2 separate regions of the Macaca mulatta genome follow, and region 2 is linked to region 1. A link is a contact called in public Hi-C data. All regions are on one chromosome and are shown on one strand. Each heading gives the region's core, a stretch centred on a gene start, on an enhancer-like site or on the middle of the called end of the contact. The rest is flanking DNA. Distances are from core to core; before and after follow the strand shown. Region 1 overlaps HTR1D (5-hydroxytryptamine receptor 1D). Region 2 has its middle 3.7 kb from the start of LACTBL1.

Region 1 (3,925 bases), core at 10-2,509:
TAGCACTCCATCGTAGGACTATGCCATATGCTACCATTCTGCTGTTGATGGACGTTTGGTTGTTTTTAGCTGTTTGCTATTTCATGCTACTAGGACCATTCTTGTTTCTGTCTTCTAGCGAACACAGAAGAGTTTCTCTGCCATGCATACCCAGCAGTGGAATTGCTGAATCATGAGGTAGTCATCACATCTTTAGTTTTATGAAATAATACTAAATTGTTTGCTTCTTTAGTTTTATGAAATAATACTAAATTGTTTGCTTGTGAAGTATCTCCAATCACTGTGTTGCCCAGGCTGGTCTTGAACCCCTGGGCTCAAGCAATCATCCTGCCTCAGCCTCCCAAGCTGCTGACTCTTATTAACTGACATGACATGATCAGATTTAAAATGCTGTACTTTTCTACTAGGTGAAAATGGCACCTTGTTGTCATTTTAATTTTTCTTTCTTTCTTTTTTCTTTTGTTTAAAATAGATAGTCTCGCTATGTTGCCCAGGCTGGTCTTGAACTCCTAGGCCCAAGCGATCCTCCCACATGAGCCTCCCAAAGTGTCGGGATTACTGGCATAAGCCACCACACCCGGCTTTCATTGTCATTTTAACTTTTTTTTTTTTTTTTTTTGAGATGGAGTCTTGCTTTGTCGCCCAGGCTGGAGTGCAATGGCACGATCTTGGCTCACTGCAACCTCTGCCTCACAGATTCAAGCGATTCTCCTGCCTCAGCCTCCTGAGTAGCTGGGATTACAGGTGCCTACCACCACGCCCGGCTAATTTTTGCATTTTTAGTAGAGATGGGGTTTCACCATGTTGGCCAGGCTGGTCTCGACCTCCTGACCTCAGGTGATCCACCGGCCTCAGCCTCCCAAAGTGCTGGGATTACAGGTGTGAGCCACCATGCCTGGCCTGTATTTGTTATTTTATTATTTGAAGTGTGACGGGAAAGAGAGAGTTGCTTATGGAGCTACAGTCCATGTCTCCAAAGGCAGCTAGATTATGAAAACTTCTCCCACCTTTGTTCACAATGGGGGGGGATAGCAGGCAGGAGAGAAGACAGCCTCTGAATTGTGCTACTTCTTTCAAAGCTACAGCCTAGCTTTCCTCACCAAGTCTGTCTGCTCCTGTCCCTGTGTCCCTGTCCTTCTTCCCAAGATGTCACCGAGGGCTGGAGGGCTTGCACACACACCAGCCTCCTGAGCCTTTCTGAACCCACGCCTTTCACTGAAATGAGGTCACTGGAATGCTTGGAACTCAAGGAGTGACCTCATGAGTTTGTGGGGCCGGCACACCAGGCTTCCATGGGAAATGACGCACCTCAGTCACCCAGACTGTCTGCAGGGGAGAAAGTTTCGAAGAGCCAACCAGAGTTCACATTTTCCCCGTGAACCAAAATGGGAGCAAAACTTCAGCCAGAGGCTTTTGGGGTGGAGCCTGGGGAGAGTGGGGGTAGGAGGGGGTCGTCAAACCAGCTATGCATGCATGCCTTAAGGCTTTTCATCCTCAACTGAGGCAATGTAGGCAAGGGTAGAAATTTCTTGAGATCTCTGGACCTGGTTTTTCCACTTCCAGCCAGGTGGCCTTATTTTTTTTGAGACAGAGTCTTGCTCTGTCTCCCAGGCTGGAGTGCAGTGGCGCCATCTCGGCTCACTGCAAGCTCCACCTCCCGGGTTCAGAGCATTCTCCTGACTCAGCCTTCCGAGTAGCTGGGACTACAGGTGGCTGCAACCATGCCCAGCTAAATTTTTTTGTATTTTTAGTAGAGACGGGGTTTCACCGTGTTAGCCAGGATGGTCTCGATCTCTTGACCTCGCCCACCTCGGCCTCCCAACATGTTGGGATTACAGGTGTGAGCCACCCTGCCCAGCCCTTTTTTTTTTTTTTTTTTTTTTTAAGGCAGAGTTTCACTCTCGTTGCCCAGGCTAGAGTATAATGGCGCCATCTTGGCTCACTGCAACCTCCACCTCCTGGTTTCAAGCAATTCCCCTGCCTCAGCCTCCCAAGTAGATGGGATGACAGGCATGCACCACCACGCCTGGCTAATTTTGTATTTTTGGTAGAGACAGAGTTTCTCCATGTTGGTCAAGCTGGTCTTGAACTCCCGACCTAAGGTGATCCACCTGCCTCAGCCTCCCACAGTTCTGGGATTACAGGCAAGAGCCACTGCGCCCAGCTGGTGATTGATTTTTAAAACATTAAGGAGCTAAAGCTGCTCGTGGCTGTAATCCCAGCACTTTGGGAGGTCAAGGCTGGAGGATTGCTTAAGTCCAGGAGTTTGAGACCAGCCCTGGCAACATAGCAAGACCCTGCCTCTATGAAAACAAACAAACAAACAAACAAACAAAAAACAATTAGCTGGGCATGGTGGTATGTACCTGTAGTTCCAGCTACTTGGGAGGCTAAGGTTAGAGGGTCACTCGATCCAGGAGGTCGAGGCTGCAGTGAGCTGTGGTCATGCCACTGCACTCTAGCCTGGGGGACAAAGCTAGATCCTACCTCAAAATAAATAAATAAACAAATAAATAATTTAAAAATTACTGGTTTATTATATAGAATTCAAATGAACAACCAGAAGAAAAGGTATCTAGGACAAGGTCTGAAAAAGCTTCAAGGGGCCAGCCACGATAGTTCACACCTGTAATCCCTCCCACTTTGGGAGGCCGAGGCACACGGATCACCTGAGGTCAGGAGCTTCTAGACAGACACCTGGATACTTGCGCCAACCCAGAAGTTCCCAAGATTTTTTTGCAGCTAGGTTTCCAGTTTCCATTTGGAAAGTTGAATGTATTTTCTGGATTAAACTTCCACAATGGGGAAGGAAGGAAGGAAGGAAGGGAGGGAGGGGAGAAAGAAAGAGAGAAAAAGGAAGGAAGGAAGGAAGGAAGGAAGGAAGGAAGGAAGGAAGGAAGGAAGGAAGGAAGGAAGGAAGGAAGGAAGGAAGGAAGGAAGGAAGGAAGGAAGGAAGGAAGGAAGGAAGGAAGGGAGAGAGAAAGAAAGAACGAACATAATAAAAACATTTTTAAAAATAGACTTCCGGCCAGGTACTGTGGCTCATGCCTGTAATCCCAACAGTTTGTGAGGCTGAGGCGGGCGGATCACAAGGTCAGGAGTTCGAGACCAGACTGGCCAACATGGTGAAACCTCGTCTCTACTAAAAATACAAAAATTAGCTGAGTGTGAGGGCGTGTGCCTGTAGTCCCAGCTACTCGGGAGGCTGAGGCAGGAGAATCGCTTGAACCCAGGAGGCAGAGGTTGCAGTGAGCCGAAATCGCGCCACTGCACTGTAGCCTGGCAATAGAGTAAGACTCCGTCTCAAAAATAAATAAATAAATAATAATAAATAAATAAAAAATAACATTATTCATGCTCACTATAGGACATCTGAAAAATTCAAATGAGTAGAAAAAGTAGAAAAAAGGTCACAACCTTTACTTTGTAGAGAAATACATGATGACAATTTGGCTTCTTTCCTGATGGTCTTTATCTTTCCCCGTGTACAGTTTTATTTTGTTTCCATTGTTGCTAAATAAATAGAATGACGCTTTCTGATTCACAACTTACAGAGCTGATTTCATGTACTTCTAACAAGCTTGTGATGATTCCAACAGCTATGACACTTTGTCCCCTGTGGGAATTGCCTGGGTGGGGCACATCACCCACCCCTGTATTCTGATACTTTCTAGAATGCCAGTTCCACAGCACCATGGCCAGCTTTAAGTAGTATCTTTTTAATCATGTAGTTCATTTCAGGCTTCCACATTGTCCTTCTAGAACCTAACTCTATTTTTTTTTTCTTTTTTAAACCCCAGATCTTCTGAACATGTCCCCATTCCGTGAGCCCACAGTGATCTGTTTGTTTTGCCTGGTCCCAGCTCATGCATTCTTCAAGTCTTGGTAACCAGGATGTTTTGTCTGTTCAGGCTCTAAACGATCA
Region 2 (4,563 bases), core at 996-3,495, 220 kb after region 1:
TACTTCCCTACCTCACCTACTACTTTGCCCGTCGCTTAGTCTGCTCCAGCCACTGACTTCCTTGCTATTCTTTTAACACACCAGGCACATTCCACCCTAAGGCCTGAGCACTGGCTGTTGCCTCTACCATGAACACTATTCCTCTGTTGTCCATATAGCTAACTCTCCTACTTCCCTTAGGTGATTTGCTAAATGCTTCTTTCTCAATGAGGCCCATTCTGACCACCCAATTTAATACTCTAATCTACCCCTCTTCTCTAGTTCTATTTATTTTACCATGGCATATATTGTTTTCTTTTTTTTTTTTAATTTATTTTTATTTTTGGAAACAGGGTTTCTTCTGCCACCCTGGCTGGATTGCAGTGGCGTGCTCGTGGTTCACTGCAGCCTCGACCTCCCAGGCTCAAGTGATACTCGCTCATTAGCTTCCTTGAGTAGCTGGGACTACAGGCATGCGCCACCATGCCTGGTTAATTTTGTTTTTTCAAAAAAATGTTGTATAGAGACAGAGTCTCCCCTATGTTGCCTAGGCTGGTCTGGAGCTCCTGGCCTCAAACGATCCACCTGCTTCAGCCTCCCAAAGTGCTGAGATTACAGGCATGAGCCACTCTACCTGGCCATGTATCACTTTGTAATGCAGCATTTAACTTATTTATCCTGTTGCCCCTGCTAGAAGGTGGGCTCTACCAGGTCAGGGACCTTTGTGTTGCTCACTGATATATCTGAAGCACCTAGAACAGTGCCTAGCACTGAGTAGGTGCTCAATAAAAATGCATTGACAATGAGTATCTGTTACTATATCTGCTTTGCCCCACACCCAAGAGTAAGATCCAGTCAATGGCAGATCTTCAGTAAACATTTGTTGCATGACTCGTGACTCAGTGGGTAAGCGAGTGAATGAATGGATCAGTCAATGAATCAATCAAAGCCTGATTGCTGAAAATGCTAAGTATCTTCGTATATCCTTTAGGAGGAACATTTTTCTTTGTAAAGTTTTTTTTTTGAGATGGAATCTCACTCTGTCACCCAGGCTGGAGTGCAGTGGCGCGATCTTGGCTCACTGCAACCTCCACCTCCTGAGTTCAAGCGATTCTCCTGCCTCAGCCTCCTGAGTAGCTGAGACTACAGGCATGTGCCACCACACGCAGCTAATTTTTTATATTTTTAGTAGAGACGGGATTTCACTGTGTTAGCCAGGATGGTCTCCATCTCCTGACCTCGTGATCCACCCACCTTGGCCTCCCAAAGTGCTGGGATTACAGGCGTGAGCCACCATGCCTGACCCTTTTTAAAGTTTAATTTGCCCTTTGGTTTGATGTCTTTTCAGCTTGCTCCTTCCTTCCTTCCTTCCTTCCTTCCTTCCTTCTCTCTCTCTTTCTCTCTTTCTTTCTTTCTTTCAGCAGAATCTTGCTGTCACCCAGCCTGAAGTGCAATGACATGATCTCGGCTCACTGCAACCTCTGCCTCCTGGGTTCATGATTTTCCAGCCTTAGCCTCCCAAGTAGCTGGGACTACAAGCGCCCACCACCATGCCTGGCTAATTTTTGTATTTTTAGTAGAGACGGGATTTCGCCATATTGGCCAGGCTGGTCTCAAACTCCTGATCTCCAGTGATCCGCCTGCCTTGGCCTCCCAAAGTGCTGGGATTACAGGAACGAACCATCGTGCCTGGCCCACATTCTTCTTTCTTAAAGGTCCCGACTTTCTCCCAGGAGGAGAGGCCAATGAGACTCATGGTAACAAGAGTGACTAACATTTGCTGAGCACTTGCTGCTGGATTGTACATTTTGGGTGTATTATTTCATGCAATCCTCACTCCTCCTGCAAGGAGGTGGGTTCTACTTCATTACTCCATTTTATGGATGAGCACATTGAGGTCCAAAAGAAGCCAAGAAATCCAACCAAAGCCACACCGATAGTAAGTGGGGAAGCTGGAATTTGAACTCTTGCAGCCTGACTCACAGGGACATCTACTGGATAGGTTTAGACCATGCAGATAAGGTTTTTGATTTTTCCCCAAAGAGTAGGAGGCAGCCATGAAGGGCAAAGGATGAACATGATCTTTCGTGTGTAAACGATGATGAATAATTCCTCCCTATGGGGATACTGTGGGGGAATAGCTTGGTTCATGGATGGAAAGCCCCTGGACAAGGGCCTGGAGGAAGAGACACACGCAAGTAAATTACCCTTTAAAGGAGGCTCAGGCTGGGCCAGAGATCTTACACATGGGCATCTACTGCCATCCTGGGGCCACTGTGCTGTATGACACGCTGTGGGTTCCCGTCTAGTTAAATTTGGGAGGGGCAGGGCTGGTCTCTGCAGTGAAAAATGGCTGCCTTCGGAACTAGGCTAGGAGCAAGGGAGGAGTTCTCAGGGAGCGGGTGGTGTCCTGGGGGCGAGGGCTGCAGAACCCAGGAGTGCTAGGTCTGGGGACATAAACCTGAATAAGACACAGTCCTTGCCCACAGACTGATTAATATTAGGTAGTGTTAGTGAGACCTTGTCTCAAAAAACAAAACAAAACAAAACACAACAAACCCGAGTCATAGTAGGAAGCTGAACTTTATGGGGCCCTTACTAGGTGCCAGGCTCTCTCTGGGCTGCCTGCTTCATGAGCACATCCCATTTAATCCTCACAGCAACCGAAGAGTCTTGTCAGTGTCTAGGAACGACAGGATTCCTGGGTCCAATCCCAGTCCTGCCACTTCCTGGGGACTTCCCTTTCCGGAGCATCAGTTTCCTTGGATGTGAAATGGAGACAGAATAGAAGCTGCCTCCCGGGATTGTGGAGACCAGAGGACATAGCACAGGGGGCTCTAAGGACCGTATGTGGTACATTGTCAACAGGCAGTCTGTGTCCAAGAGGTGGGCTGCCAGCTCTGAGCCGCAGAGATTAACGAAGCAGCCAAGTGCAATGAAAAAGACCTGGGTCCAGGTCAGTTGTTGTCAGTAAACTTGCTATGTGACCTTGGTAAGTCATTTTCCCTCTGTGAGCCTCTTTTGCCAGCCACACAATGTGGAGTTTGGACAAAATCACTCAGATTTTTGGCTATAGGGGCTACAGAAGAAGATCTAGAAGGTTTGCCACCATCTATCCCCGACCCTGAGCATCAGTAGAAGGAGATAGTAATTCAAGGCTCTGTTGAAATAATGAGGTGGAGACTGGTGTGATCCGTGAGTTGCAGAGGAGCCTCGCTCCTCAAAGTGTGGTCCTTACACCAGCCTCAGCATCATGTAGGAGCTTGTTAGAAATGTAGGCTCTCGGATCCCACCCTGGCCCCCTGGCTCAGAACCTACCATGTAACGCAATCGCCAGGATGCTCCTACACACAAGTAAGTGGGACACACACTGATCTGGGGCACTGATTCTCAACCTTAGCCACACAGTGGAATCACCAAGGAGTCTCCAAAGGTTGCGGCATCCAAGCTGCGCCTCGGGGATCTCTGCAGTGGGACTCAGACACCAGGGGTTTTTAAGAGCTCCCCAAGTAATCCCAATGTGCAACCTCATCTGATGTTGAGAAGGAATATATGTTTTAACTTTTGTATCAACTAAAATCAATAGAAAATCTTCGAGATTGTTCACAGAGAAGATCTGATACCTGCCACAGAGGCCAGGTAGAAGTTTGACATAAAAGCCAGGTCATGGCTGGGAGTGGTGGTTCACACCTATGTCGACCAAAAGAATCAAAACTCTGTAAAATACTTGAAGAGAAATATTAGCTAAATATGAGTCACCAATGGCCCGTGACACAGCCCTCAGGAGGTCCTGAGATTATGTACCCAAGGTGGTTGGGGTACAGCCTTTTTTTTTTTTTTTTTTTTTTTTTTTTTTTTTTTTTTAGACAGTCTTGCTCTGTTGCCCAGGCTGGAGAGCAGTGGCATGATCTCAGCTCACTGCAACCTCTGCCTCTCGGGTTCAAGTGATTCTCCTGCCTCAGCCTCCCAAGTAGCTGGGATTACAGGCACACACTACCACGCCCGGGTAGTGTTTTGTATTTTTAGTAGAGACGGGGTTTTGCCATGTTGCCCAGGCTGATCTTGAACTCCTGACCTCAGGCAGTCTGCCCGCCTCTGCCTCCCAAAGTGCTAGGATTACAGGCATGAGCCACCGCGCCTGGCTGGTTTTATACATTTTAGAGAGGCATGATACATCAATCAAATACATTTAAGATGTACATTGGTTTGGTTTAGAAAAGTGGGACAGCTCGATGTGGGGGCTTCCAGGCTATAGGTAAACTTAAAAATGTTCTAGTTGACAATTGGTTGAGTTTGAGGAACTGAGATCGATAGAAAGGAAATGTTTGGGGTAAAAGATTGGGGAGACCAAAGTTTTATTGTGCAGAGGAAGCTTATAGCTAGCAGGCTTCAGAGAGAATAGGTTATACAATGTTTTCTTATGGGACTTAAAAGGGTTCCTGAGTGTTGATTATCTCCTGGGTCTGGAAATAGAAAAGGAAGAGGATTCTCTACAGAATGTAGATTTTTCCCACAAGAGACAAACTTTGCAGGGCAATTTCGAGATATAACAAGGAAATATATTTGGGGTTAAACTATTTTGAT

The links. Hi-C and Micro-C count contacts between places; a contact is called where the count stands out from the background.
Region 2: a contact with region 1 is called in a Hi-C map of fibroblasts, with 3 times the contacts expected there. The contact joins two enhancer-like sites. A contact is called at or near these places in 8 of 14 Hi-C or Micro-C datasets (CD4 T cells, blood, cortical neurons and 5 more).

What each region holds. Positions count from the first base shown.
Region 1 is chr1:217,820,027-217,823,951 of T2T-MMU8v2.0, forward strand. It overlaps HTR1D (5-hydroxytryptamine receptor 1D), which reads left to right. Exons shown (of 2, transcript XM_077970497.1): 2 at 3,801-3,925. Among named protein-coding and RNA genes, the nearest start is that of LUZP1, 19 kb to the right of the region's middle. Within about 2 kb of position 1,260, at least 2 of the 40 cell types and tissues checked have an H3K27ac peak or open chromatin away from gene starts, as enhancers often do.
Region 2 is chr1:218,037,521-218,042,083 of T2T-MMU8v2.0, forward strand. No RefSeq gene overlaps it. Among named protein-coding and RNA genes, the nearest start is that of LACTBL1, 3.7 kb to the right of the region's middle. Within about 2 kb of position 2,246, at least 5 of the 40 cell types and tissues checked have an H3K27ac peak or open chromatin away from gene starts, as enhancers often do.